Linked DNA regions of Zea mays: region 1 is linked to region 2. Evidence: chromatin contacts called from public Hi-C data. All regions are on one chromosome and are shown on one strand. Each heading gives the region's core, a stretch centred on a gene start, on an enhancer-like site or on the middle of the called end of the contact. The rest is flanking DNA. Distances are from core to core; before and after follow the strand shown.

Evidence for each region. Hi-C and Micro-C count contacts between places; a contact is called where the count stands out from the background.
Region 1: a contact with region 2 is called in a Hi-C map of ear, with 1.9 times the contacts expected there. The contact joins the promoter of LOC107548100 here to the promoter of LOC100273706 in region 2. A contact is called at or near these places in 3 of 25 Hi-C or Micro-C datasets (ear, leaf and tassel).

Annotation. Positions count from the first base shown.
Region 1 is chr5:130,654,750-130,660,851 of Zm-B73-REFERENCE-NAM-5.0, reverse strand. LOC107548100 (Nucleic acid-binding OB-fold-like protein) reads left to right here and starts at 3,882. Exons shown (of 1, transcript NM_001323008.1): 1 at 3,882-4,646. The coding sequence starts at 3,986. The coding sequence ends at 4,414.
Region 2 is chr5:130,297,955-130,303,841 of Zm-B73-REFERENCE-NAM-5.0, reverse strand. It overlaps LOC100273706, which reads right to left and starts at 2,369. Exons shown (of 5, transcript NM_001148118.2): 1 at 2,215-2,369; 2 at 1,749-1,785; 3 at 1,082-1,460; 4 at 813-932; 5 at 1-14. The coding sequence starts at 2,257.

The sequences.
Region 1 (6,102 bases), core at 2,633-5,132, 360 kb before region 2:
GATCTTATTCAAAACCTTCGAAAGCAATGGGACACATGATACACACACAATATTGCTTCGAAGACTTTGATTGGATCAACCTCTTATTCCACTCAACAATTTTTAAGTTTATTCTAAAATGCAAGTGATGCAAAGTTGTATGTTTCTTGTTGCATCACAACGATACAAAATGGTGCATTCAACATGAAGGACTAGTGAGACGACTACAAGGGGGCTGAATGGGAGCCACTAAAAATTCTCTCTCAAGAACAACACCGTGACTTTGATCCTGACTTCAATGAAACCCCACAGTACGATTGAAATTGCGTAACGCTATAATACTCTGAATATACCAAACTGCTACATAGGGAACTACCCAACTATTTGCAAAATCTTAGAGCAAAAACACACAGCAGGGCGAGTGACAGTGCCAGGCAGGCAAAACTGCCTAGAATCTGCTCAAACTTTATAAGGAGTTTGCACAAAGGGAAATAAGATGAACCCTTAAGGTTCATCCAGAGCAAATAAAAAACCCATGCGTACATCAGATTTCCCGAGAAGGTTGGGGTTTTCTCAAACGAACTCAAAACGAGATTAACTCGGATCACGACCAAGAACTGAACCAAGAGGGCGTATGCATTGATCCAAAGAGTATATCTCTCCACCAATCAATCCCTAATGGCACCTACAACACAAGAACTCGAAGGTTCTTCAGAAATCCACAAAGAGAAGGAAAGGAAGAATACAAGAACAAAATTGACTCAAAATTTCAGCGAGGACAAAACCGAGTGAATTGAGTCGAACTGGCCCTAAAGATTACAAACACTGACGCAAGTTCAAAACATTTATGGATCTCGGCTACACTAGGGAGAGGAAAACTAGAGTTTCCAGTGAAAGCCTAAAACAAATAGCCAAAGAGATGTGCCTACCGAGATGGCTGAAACAATCACCCACCCTTTGTATTTATAGAGGGTTATTACTACTTCCCAAATTATCCCTAGATACATAGAGCATATCCACTTAGCCGGAGGCAAAATGGACCAACTCCTAGGGTTTTATTAGTAAACAACTGATTAGTAAGTATAAGTGTATACCAACCCAATTAAGCATAAATGAACAATAAATCAACATATAGCTCATGACCACTTAAGCATAAACAACACAATTTATTTTCATCTTCAAGTTTAGTTATCATGTGCGGGTCCATGTCGCTCGTAATGTTGAGCACGACTGATATATCAGTTTTACACTCTAAAGAGATGCCGCAACTTTACCCATAAGTTGTGTATCCCCTCTAACCTGGGTCTGCAAGGCCTGTATTCACTTCTGAGGTGAATGGCTAGTTATCCACTATGAGGTTTTCACCATATACACTTAATAAAAAGCAACATGCTAAGGTTTCAAGTCGGGATGGTGATAACTCTAGTTGAGGTACCTTAAACAAGCATACCACCCCCAACTAAGCTATACCCTATAACTGCTCCCCTCTTACTCATTTCAAAAAAGGTTGTTGCACACTATGTATATAAAGCTAATTGCCAAAGTCAAAGTCTCAGTGGTTCACCATGTTCCAATTACCATGTATGATCTTGTTATACTCAACAACATACCATAAACTTAGAAACAATGTCATCTTTAATGAGAACCATCATATCACTAAGTTATAGCAATATCATAGCTAATTGATTAAGAACATAAACCAGGTTAACAAGGTATTGATTGATAAAGTCTAGGTGCTTCTAATAGGTAATCCCATCAAAATTATGCATAACATAAGCATAAATTTTAAATTTCAGGATAAGTGATTATGTTCCAAAAAGAATATGCAAGGAGAGAAATCCACTTGCCTTCCTCGCAAAAGTTCTAAGGGCCCTCCTCGAACTAATCCTAATCTTCTACCACATAATCAACTTCTAATAGCACACATACAAAAAAATATGCATACACCAATCATAAAAAACAAGCTAAAAAGGAAAACATAATAAAAATAACATTTATTTGTCAAAAGCATTCAAAAACAAAAGTTATAATGAAAAGACGCTCTTTTTCCAAGAGGTTTGGTTTCTTATTTTTATATTACAAGATATAAGTTTGAAAATATCTAAATAATAAATAAATAGAACATTAGGTGCACCGATTTAGCCTTTTTAGAGAACCATGAGTGGAATGTCTAAAAAATTATAAAACACATTATTAAACATTTATTTATGAAAAGCTAGGTTATATGCCTAAATAGGTTTTATGCAAAAAAAAGATAATTGTTGGGACTCTTTATTGACGAAGGTCCTCAAAGCATTGTTTCATCGATCGTTTTAAAGCACATTTCAAGTGTTTCGAAGTAGCCACGATGTTAGCCTTCGTTCAGAATCATCGTCCGGAGCAATGCTTGTACAAGAATGAAGCTGGATAGCTTCGACTTTGTAACAGCGGCACGCAACAGGAGACATACGAAGGCAAAGAAGAAGGATATAGAGGCATGTCCAACACGTCTGCAAGGTAGAAATACGATGTTATCCCCACAAGATTCATAGTTTATATGTATAGGAACTGAGTGTATGTTTGTAATTTTATACAAAGATGTACTGAGTCGTCACTATAAATAGGTGTATAGTGCCATGCAGATTGCACGACACGTTTTGCGAAGGAAAGTACATCAATGCCTCCATTGGATTCTAAAGATGATGTCTATGAAGTTTAAGGGCACAAATGTCATTTCACATGAAGTTATGTGTTACCATGTTCCTATAAATATAAATACAGTGTCATGTAGAGTGGAGCCTTTTCGGGACGATTCACGTGCTCACACCTCACTGAAATGCTCCACCTCCAAACCTACTGAGACAAACACATCTTTGAATACCAACAAGTATCTCGAAGGTACTCACTCATATTTATCGGCAATTGCAGAGATAAACAATATAAAGATCAAAGAAAGATCAATGACTAGGTTCTATGACACCTTTATTCTTATATTTGATCTCACATGTTTTCTACATTTGTTTCACCTTGTACCCTTGGCCTCTTTTTTCTCTCTGCATGAGTGAAAAAAGAGGAAGGTTTCATCAATTTGATTGTGTTGCCCTATTTTAGTTTCTTACAGGAATCTTGACAGGAGACCAACATGTTGTTGTGCTCTTTTATCATTTACCCTACGGCAGTAAATGATCAAAACATGGATTCATTGTGTGGCATATAGTATTTCTTAGTATTGCAATAACAAGCACTTCATTTAGATCTGTAGTTGTGTTATTTGGCGCACAAGCCCAACAAGCGATACCATTATCGAAACTGTAACATCGGTATGAATTTCTCAACTCTAATATATAGTGAGTAAGGTATAGAAATTAAAATGAGTCGTGAGGGATATACCTAAGGGTGTAAATGGTATGATATTATTCGTTCGTATTTAAATTTGATCTGTTTAAGAGGGCTAAGATGTGATTCGTATCTAAGTTTGGATATTCTATATCTGATCCGTATCTGATCTTTATCTGTATCCGTATTTTTAAAGTTGGATTTTTAAAATGTCAATAATTATTTACATCTTAACTGACACAACTTGATAATATCTGTATCTAATCCTAATCCAAAATAAAATATAAAAACAAATATTAAATAAATAATATCCGTCAATTCACGTCAGCTGCCCAGCTGTGATGGGCCCAGGCGCGGCCGCCGCGTATCCGGTTCTCCAAGCAACCGAAAGAAAATAGAGAACCTATTCCTACTCGGTCGTCGGGTCCCGTCCGGAGGTGGGCCCAAGAAAGGTCCTGCGTCGGCGGCCCCACGAAGACACGACCCATCGGCACCGTCAAAATCCTCACATCCCGTTAGATCGAACGGCTCACATCTCCTGCCGTGCTCGTCGGGGCCTTTTGCTTCTTCTTTCTATAAATCAAACCAAAAGGCAACGACCCAAGTCCCAACGGAACTTAGCTGCCGAGCGCCCAAAGCCCCACCGCCGCTCCCATCAAGCGGCGCTAAAGGTTTCCTCGCCCGCAACGCGATGCCGAAGAACAAGGGAAAGGGAGGCAAGAACCGGAAGCGGGGCAAGAACGAGGCGGACGACGAGAAGCGGGAGCTGGTGTTCAAGGAGGACGGGCAGGAGTACGCGCAGGTGACGCGGATGCTGGGCAACGGCCGCTGCGAGGCGCTCTGCATCGACGGCACCAAGCGCCTCTGCCACATCCGGGGCAAGATGCACAAGAAGGTGTGGATCGCCGCCGGGGACATCGTGCTCGTCGGCCTGCGCGACTACCAGGACGACAAGGCGGACGTCATCCTCAAGTACATGAACGACGAGGCCCGCCTGCTCAAGGCCTACGGCGAGATCCCCGACAACGTCAGGCTCAACGAGGGCGTCGTTGATGAGGAGGAAGCCGGCGCGCAGGATGACTATATACAGTTCGAGGACGAGGACATCGACAAGATCTGATGATCGCCTCTTCCACACGGTCCCTTTCCATGGTAAACTAAACGTATGCAAAACAATTGTATCCTTCTGTTTTGTGGTGGCTACCATGACTGAAGAATGGTAGTCGTGGTGATGGTATAATGATTTGGGCGGAGAGTACTGTGTATAATGATTTGGGGGCACTTGTTGTGCCCAATAACCCCATATGGTGATATAGCAAGTATGGGACTGAACGAACCGTTCCTCTCCCTTTCTGTTAATATGATATATTTGGTTGGGCATGATCCAATTTTTTTTTTCTAATGCCTCTTATGTTCAGTTCATCCCTGGTGTTATTCTTTGTATTCAACTACTGGGTTCCTTGGTTGGATTCTGTCTGGGTACATGTTTGTGACCGGGTGGCACTTGTTGTGACCTCTCGCCTCTGATCAGTATGCACAGTAAAAATAATTCAGTGCAATTTGATGTCTGCATCTTTACTTTCTACTCGCAATGTCGTTGCCCCCACACTACTAAACTGTTTCTCAATACACTGCGTTCCTCTGTTTTGTTGCCGTCTGTGCTCTAAGATATATATATATTCCTACCATGTCAGCTTTACAGACCCACATATGACTTTAGATGTTCATGAGGCAATTGTGGACCCAAATTATCTTTTCTAAGGGTTTATTAACCTTCGTTAGCACAATTGAGTAGATGATTAGAGTTGAACACCATTGTGTTATTAGATGATTACTGGGTTGTATCTGGCTTGTAATGTCTTGTGACCATCCTTTTGCATTATTTCCAGTAAACTCCTGCTATAGCTAGAAAGTATCACCCATTGTGCGTGCCATTTGATAGAAAACTCTGATCGTTCATGTTGTAGGCTCTTGTATGCTATATCAATATGTTGAGTGACATGAAGTTACTATTTATTCCCTCGATATTACACGGATGGAAGTCCAATGTCAGATTAGATAGAGATTGAGTCGTTGATGTGTTTCTTTTTTAAAGAATGTTTAAGGTGGTCGTTTGTTATTTTTCGATCTGTAAGGTTGTATACAAGAAATAGCAAAAGGCCGGAACATTTTTGTTTCCATAATAAAAAATGATATTGTGAAATCAATAAATCCTGCAGCATAAAGTCAGAATATGTCTCCGGAATTAGGTAGTCGTTCACGAAATGGGATTGCGATTGAGTAATTGGATTTCTGTTGCAAAGACTTGTGGAATTGGAAAATGGAATTGCTGGATTATATTTGCAATATTCAGGCATGTATTATTTTTTCGGTTCACACTTACAAGTATGGTTTGGTTAGCCCATTTTCTTCCCATGAAAATGAGAGGCAGTTCAGTTTCTATAGTTTGTTGAGATTAATGATGATGTTTTTCTTGCTAATATGCTGTGATTTGTGTCATCTTATGCTGTTAGAATCTGTGCTCTCACCTCTTGATTGGCAAAAGAAATCAACGCTCTCTTGATTGAAAAAAGAAATCAGAGCTCTGGATATTATCTTATTAGACTACTGGATCTGGTCACTCTTGTTTGTTTGAGTGGGTGAGTGGGATACATGTATACGAATCTTTTTACGTTTAACATGTTTCAGTTTATTTGAAGAAAATACAGTTATTATGTTGTATGCGTCGTTCACATTATTTAATCACTCGTTTAGTGGCATATTATGGCAAATATATATATATATGTTTTTGTTGTGCATTGTGCATTT
Region 2 (5,887 bases), core at 1,120-3,619:
AGCCCGTTGGGGATCTGCATATGCGAGATCATATCGTTGACGATCATTATACGTACGTACGTTTAGAAAGAAAGAAAGAAAGAAAGAAAGAAAGAAAACAGCAGAGCTGAGGCTGTATAGCTAGCTAGGATCCAAGAACCAGCTGTAATTGGCCGCCGAGTACAAGTGTACTGCTGGTAGCTAGCCTGCTGATAGCTGATGACCCAAGGGATATATTTGTACTGGTGTACGTATGCAAATGCATTTGATGAATCCAAGCTGATGGCGCTGCTGCTGCCGGCATTGGGAGTATCGACCACCACACCAGGTAGCTGCGGGCGGACGCCAACGCGACGGCGCCAGAACGGAGCCGGCACCCTGTACGTCCAGACCGGCCGGATAGAGAATGGTGGACGGTGGAGTCGTCATGTCATCAAGTGCATGCATCCAACACGGCTTGTGTCGTAGGTGTAGTTGGACTTGGACTAGAGGTGGCTGCAGGGGCTAGCTCTCGCTAGGGCGAATGGGAATGATTGGCACTGTTCAGTTACGTTGTTCTCCGATGGCGACGTTGCTATCAAGTATCAACCGACGACGACCCCAACGCCCAAGCACACTACATGTATTACTAAAAGACTGGTCTCTCTCGTTTACTACGGTTGCCACCTGCTAACTGAAGCATGCATGCCCTGACTTGTTACTGCCAGATTCCCACTGATGATGTAGTAGTAGCTACAGCGGCTCGGGGTAGTTCGAATGCATACTAGGTGTTTAAACAAAAATGAATGTAAAATTTATCCAACACACACGTTATACTAGTAATAGTCGCTTACGGTGATGTAGAGGTCGAAGCGGATGAGCGCGTAGGCGGTCCAGCAGATGCTGTTGGCGAGGGAGGCCAGGGACAGGAACAGGGGCATGTATTCCACGCTCTTTGTCTGGATCACCAATTTCTGATCAACCATATACAAAAAAAGAGACACACACAGCAGATCAGAGACACCAAGTAAGTAAGTAAGTAAGAAAACAAACAAACATTACCTTCGTGTCATATCATAGAGAGAAAGAATCAACGACATGTATGTGAAAACAACGTACGTACCATGACCGAGAGCGGCGCAGCGTACATGCCGGTGCCGAAGAAGACGGAGACGATGCCGACGAGCATGGACCTGCGCTCGTGCGTGTGCGCCAGGGTGAGCACCAGCGCGGCCAAGGCGACGACGAAGGCGACCTCGGCGGCGAACAGGAGCACGACCCTGCGGCGCACCGCCCCCGCGGAGCAGAGGATGAAGAGCGCCACGTAGGTCAGCTGGATGAGCATGCCGGTGCCGTTGATGGTCACCACCAGCATGCTGTGCGGGTGCACCAGCGGCAGCCCGTACAGCACCCACATCATGCAGTTCAGCAGCGTCGCCACGTACGGGATCGGCGAGTACTGCTCCACCGCACGCTTCTTCCAGATGCCCACGAAGGTGGGCCTGCGGGGCGCATTTGTACGCATATATGAGCTACTAGTATGCATGTATGTATCCATAAGCAGAGCACAGTACGTAGTGTTTGTTTGTTTGTTTGCGCGAAAAGTCAACTGTCAAGTTCGTGACATCAGTTTTTCTTCTTGGTTTGATGCTCTGCTTTTTTTAAATTTATCCATTGATTTCTTTATAAGGAGAAAGCTGGATTGCGTAGTACTAGTTTTTATTATTTTTTTATTATTTTGATTTGTAGATAAAAAATAACAAGCAGAAGCAGAATCGATAAATTCTTACACCGGGGAGAGGAAGAGCACAAGGGCGGTGCCATTGCCTGCAGCAACACCAACGCAATTAAGTTAATGATGTACATATAAGCTAGCTTACTCCATTTTACAAAAAAAAAAATATGACACCGTTGATTTTTTTCGAAACATTGATAACTCGTCTTATTTAAAATATTAATTCAAAAATGTAAAATTTTAAGTTAAGAACAAATTACCTTAAATAATAAAATAAATAAAAAATATGATAACTCATTATTTTTTAAACAAGAGGAATAGTTAAAAAAATTTAAAAAATCAACGGTGATAGTAAAACAGCAAACTGAGGAGGAGAACGTGGAACAAAAAAAAAAGACATGTAAAACAGCAGGCGCCACCGCGCGTGATCGGCCGGAGGATATGCTCGTCATGCATGCGTACGGCGTATGCTGTTCGTCAAAGTTGACAACAATAATGAAATGGACGACCAGGGGACTCACCGATGACGCCGATAGCCGTACGGATGGTATCCGCCGAGACCATGGTCGGGGAGGGCGCGAGCTTCTCTTGGATCCGACGAAGAGTCTGTGCCCGGCGCCTTTGGTCGGTCGTGGACAGCAGGAGAGAGAGCGAGAGCGAGAGCGATGTACGAGAAATGTATCGGGCGGGAGGAAGAAAACAGGGCGCCCAAGGGCCCCCTTAAATAGAGGGAGGACGCAGCACACAAGACCCTTTCTTTCTACAGCGCCGCCTCTCTCTGTCGAGTCGCTGCACACAACACATGACACCACCAGGTCCGTCCGCGTCCACCACAAGTCCACAGCCACAGGCATTTCTTTCTGACTCTGTAGCTGTGGCGTCTCCTCCTCTGTAACTGACCTCTCTATATATCGCTAACGTGCTGGACCCAGCCCAGGGACGAAATGTGGACCGCTCGCTAGCTACCTTTTGATCTCGCTTTTCCTCTTCTCTCGGTTCCCACCCCCCTTTTTTTGTTTATTTATTCCTTCTACTCTATTATATATCTGTTTAATTACTTCTCTGATCATGTTGTCTCGGCGAAGCTTCGCCGCGTATGTGTGTCGTGTAAATCTGGTGGATGATACGGCTACGTATAATCGATCTTTGCTGCACTCGAGTAGGATAGGATGTCGGGCTATCTTCTTCATCAGATCACTCATTTCTATTTTTTATATTTTAAACTCTATCATTACCGAAAACTGTTGTTTTGTCGAGTGTCTGAAGCAATCCGTAAAACCTGAAAAACATTCAACGAAGACTTTGCTAAATATAACACTCGCAAAAAAAATGTTGTACCAGCAACGATTTTTTTACTGAGTACTTTTTATCCATCATACTCGGTAAAAAAAACTAAAAAATAATCAGAAAAGAACCAGATTCGGATAGTGTGTCTACAGCCTGCATTGAGATGGCTAGTCCCACGACGTTGATTGGATGGGGCCAAAAAGGCGAAGGGATTGCTACGTACAGCAGTTACACATCATCATTACTCTCCAACCTCTTAACTCTTAAGCAATAGTATACGTACGTAGTAGCTGCAACGTACCCATGGTTTACGTATGCGTGGACCAGCTTCCATAGTTGACTTTTTGGCCTATCGTTTCTGCTATCTTTTTGTTTCGTTTTCTTTTTTTTTTGGGTCCTTCGGTATATAGCTGTCTGCAGAGACCCAACAGACGCGTCCACGGTTCAAAACTATTTTATTCAGATCATATCTACATTGGATAATAATAATAATAATAAATCTTCGGTCACCACGCCTCTAATTTATTTATAGCATATAATCGGCTATTCCATCTCTCCATCTACAAATAAAAGTCTTACGACAGTCACAGTAACAAAGACAAGGGTAATGTGGTGTCCCATAAAAATGGTAGGCATCAATTAGATGGTGGAGTGGGAAGGGGCGGATTAGGGCAATAATAATTAAGTATATTTTATGGAAAGTTACAGTGCTGGGTGGAGGGAGCATGACTAGTATCACCTTGAACTTGAAGAATATTGAAAATAATAAGGATAATGCTATTTATGTATCAACATATTTCTTCAAAAAAAATTATCAGTTTTTAAATCATCGAATGCAAAAAGTATATATGGGGCCTATAGATCGCTCTCCTCTTATCTTTTTCTTACCCCAAAACTTATATTTATATTAATTATCCATAATCGTAGTCGTAGGCCGTAGCACGTATTGATGGATTTTTTGGAACAAATTTGTTGATAGATAAATAGCACATTCCAAATAACACGTTTCAAATGGTTTTCCCGTCCCACCTCGGTGCCGTGCTCTGTGAGCCCCACACCCAACGCCCACGCCTCTCACCTACTGTCTTGTGGACCCCAGCGCACATGCAGCTAGCTACTGCCCTTGCCTATCACCCGATCCCGCTACCACATCGCGCAAAAAATAGTACAAAGCGAGCACTCCAACCCCATGCCCCCCTACTCCATAAATTTGGGGCTAACCACCAGATGACACTTACCCCAGTGTTTAGAAATAAACAATAATTATAATTGAATTGATATCTCAATACATATTTATATGATATATAACAATCGTAGCAATAAAACACGGGCAATTGGCTAGTGTGTGTATGTATGTATGTACACACACTAGTATATAGCGTCTGTTAATGCTGCGATCCTGTGGAAAGGAGGGGTCGACGATGGAAGCAACACGATGGGAAGGGTTGCTGGTCTGGCGGAAGCGACACGAGCGAGGAGGAGAGGGCGGCGAGGACGCGGGAGACTGGGGAGGGGAGGCTGGGGGTGACACAGCCACGTTTGATGGGGGATGAAGGATAAGTGATAAGGGATGATCCAAATAATATTGTTCATTGGATTTAAGTATGAGGGGGTTATCCAGCGATCTGAACCGTTGGTTTTAATACTATGTTATGTCTTGGTGCAATTTGTTTGGTGGATTTACTGGAGGTTATGGGTGTGGGGTGATTTGGTTTGGCGGGTTTTGCAAAGTTTAAACTGGTGGATTATATAGTGGCATATATGTATGTACATAATTCGATGGATTAGGGCCTATCTCTGATTGTTGCTGTCAGAGATAAGTTATGTCTGACGACCGCTAGGGGACGTTGGCGGCTAAACTATGTGATGGCCGTGATGGCATCCAATGGGTCCTACAGCGTTATGTCCGATGGTCTGCATGCGGGTCGTCGGACATAACCAACTTATATCCACTGCTGCATACAGGCCATCAGACTTAAGTGAATGGTATGTCAGATGGCCAACGGATAGTCGTCGGACCTCATACTCTTATGTCCGATGACCACACAAAGTCGTCAAACATAATGAATTACAGGAAGGTCAAAATTCTCCTTATTTTTTGTGAATTCCTACAACTCACAAAATAACATTTCATACACATAAGATTCATCTAGGTATGATTATATACCCGAAAAGCATAGAAGTTGAGAAGGTAGTTGATAATCACACGCTGAATAGTGGGTCGTTCTAATCATTTTTTCACAATTCCTTCGTTAAAACTTATTTGAGCATATATGTTTTCGATAACGCCTTCAAGGAAGGTCTTTTTTACCTTAGGTATAAGGCCCCGTCATTTCAACTTATTTGTGGTTTGATCCCGTTATAGAAAACAATCTAACCCCCCGAGGGGCTACTTTTGAGGATGTGCCTTTACCGAAGGTCCTCAAATCGTGAATTCTTTTTGTTTCCAAGTTTGATTCGGGGTAATTACATAAGCTTCATCTATGGAATCTTCGTTGCCAGAAAAGGGTAGTAGCAGCTTCGTCGCTAGAGCTTGGGTGAAGGGTTTCAAAAGAACCGAATGTCATTGAAAGGGAAATAGGCCCAAAAATCATTTCCACACTTATTTTGGTAACTGACGACCACTGTAACCAATCAAGCTAACTAGTTTGTTAAGTTATAAATTCAGGTACTCAGAAAATACTTCAAGGAAGATGAACCCTCAAAACAGCATATCACGAATCGTCCAAGGCTCTAGTACGGATCGTCTGGAATAACGTCTGCAACACCTCGATGAACTTTGGACAGGAGCTATGGCAAATGCACATTTCTACTGTGGATTGTCCGAAGGAAAGTCACGTACCGTCCGACACTATACGCGGACCGTCCACCCGTTGAAGATCAATCCAACCGAAGGTGCTGGGTTTT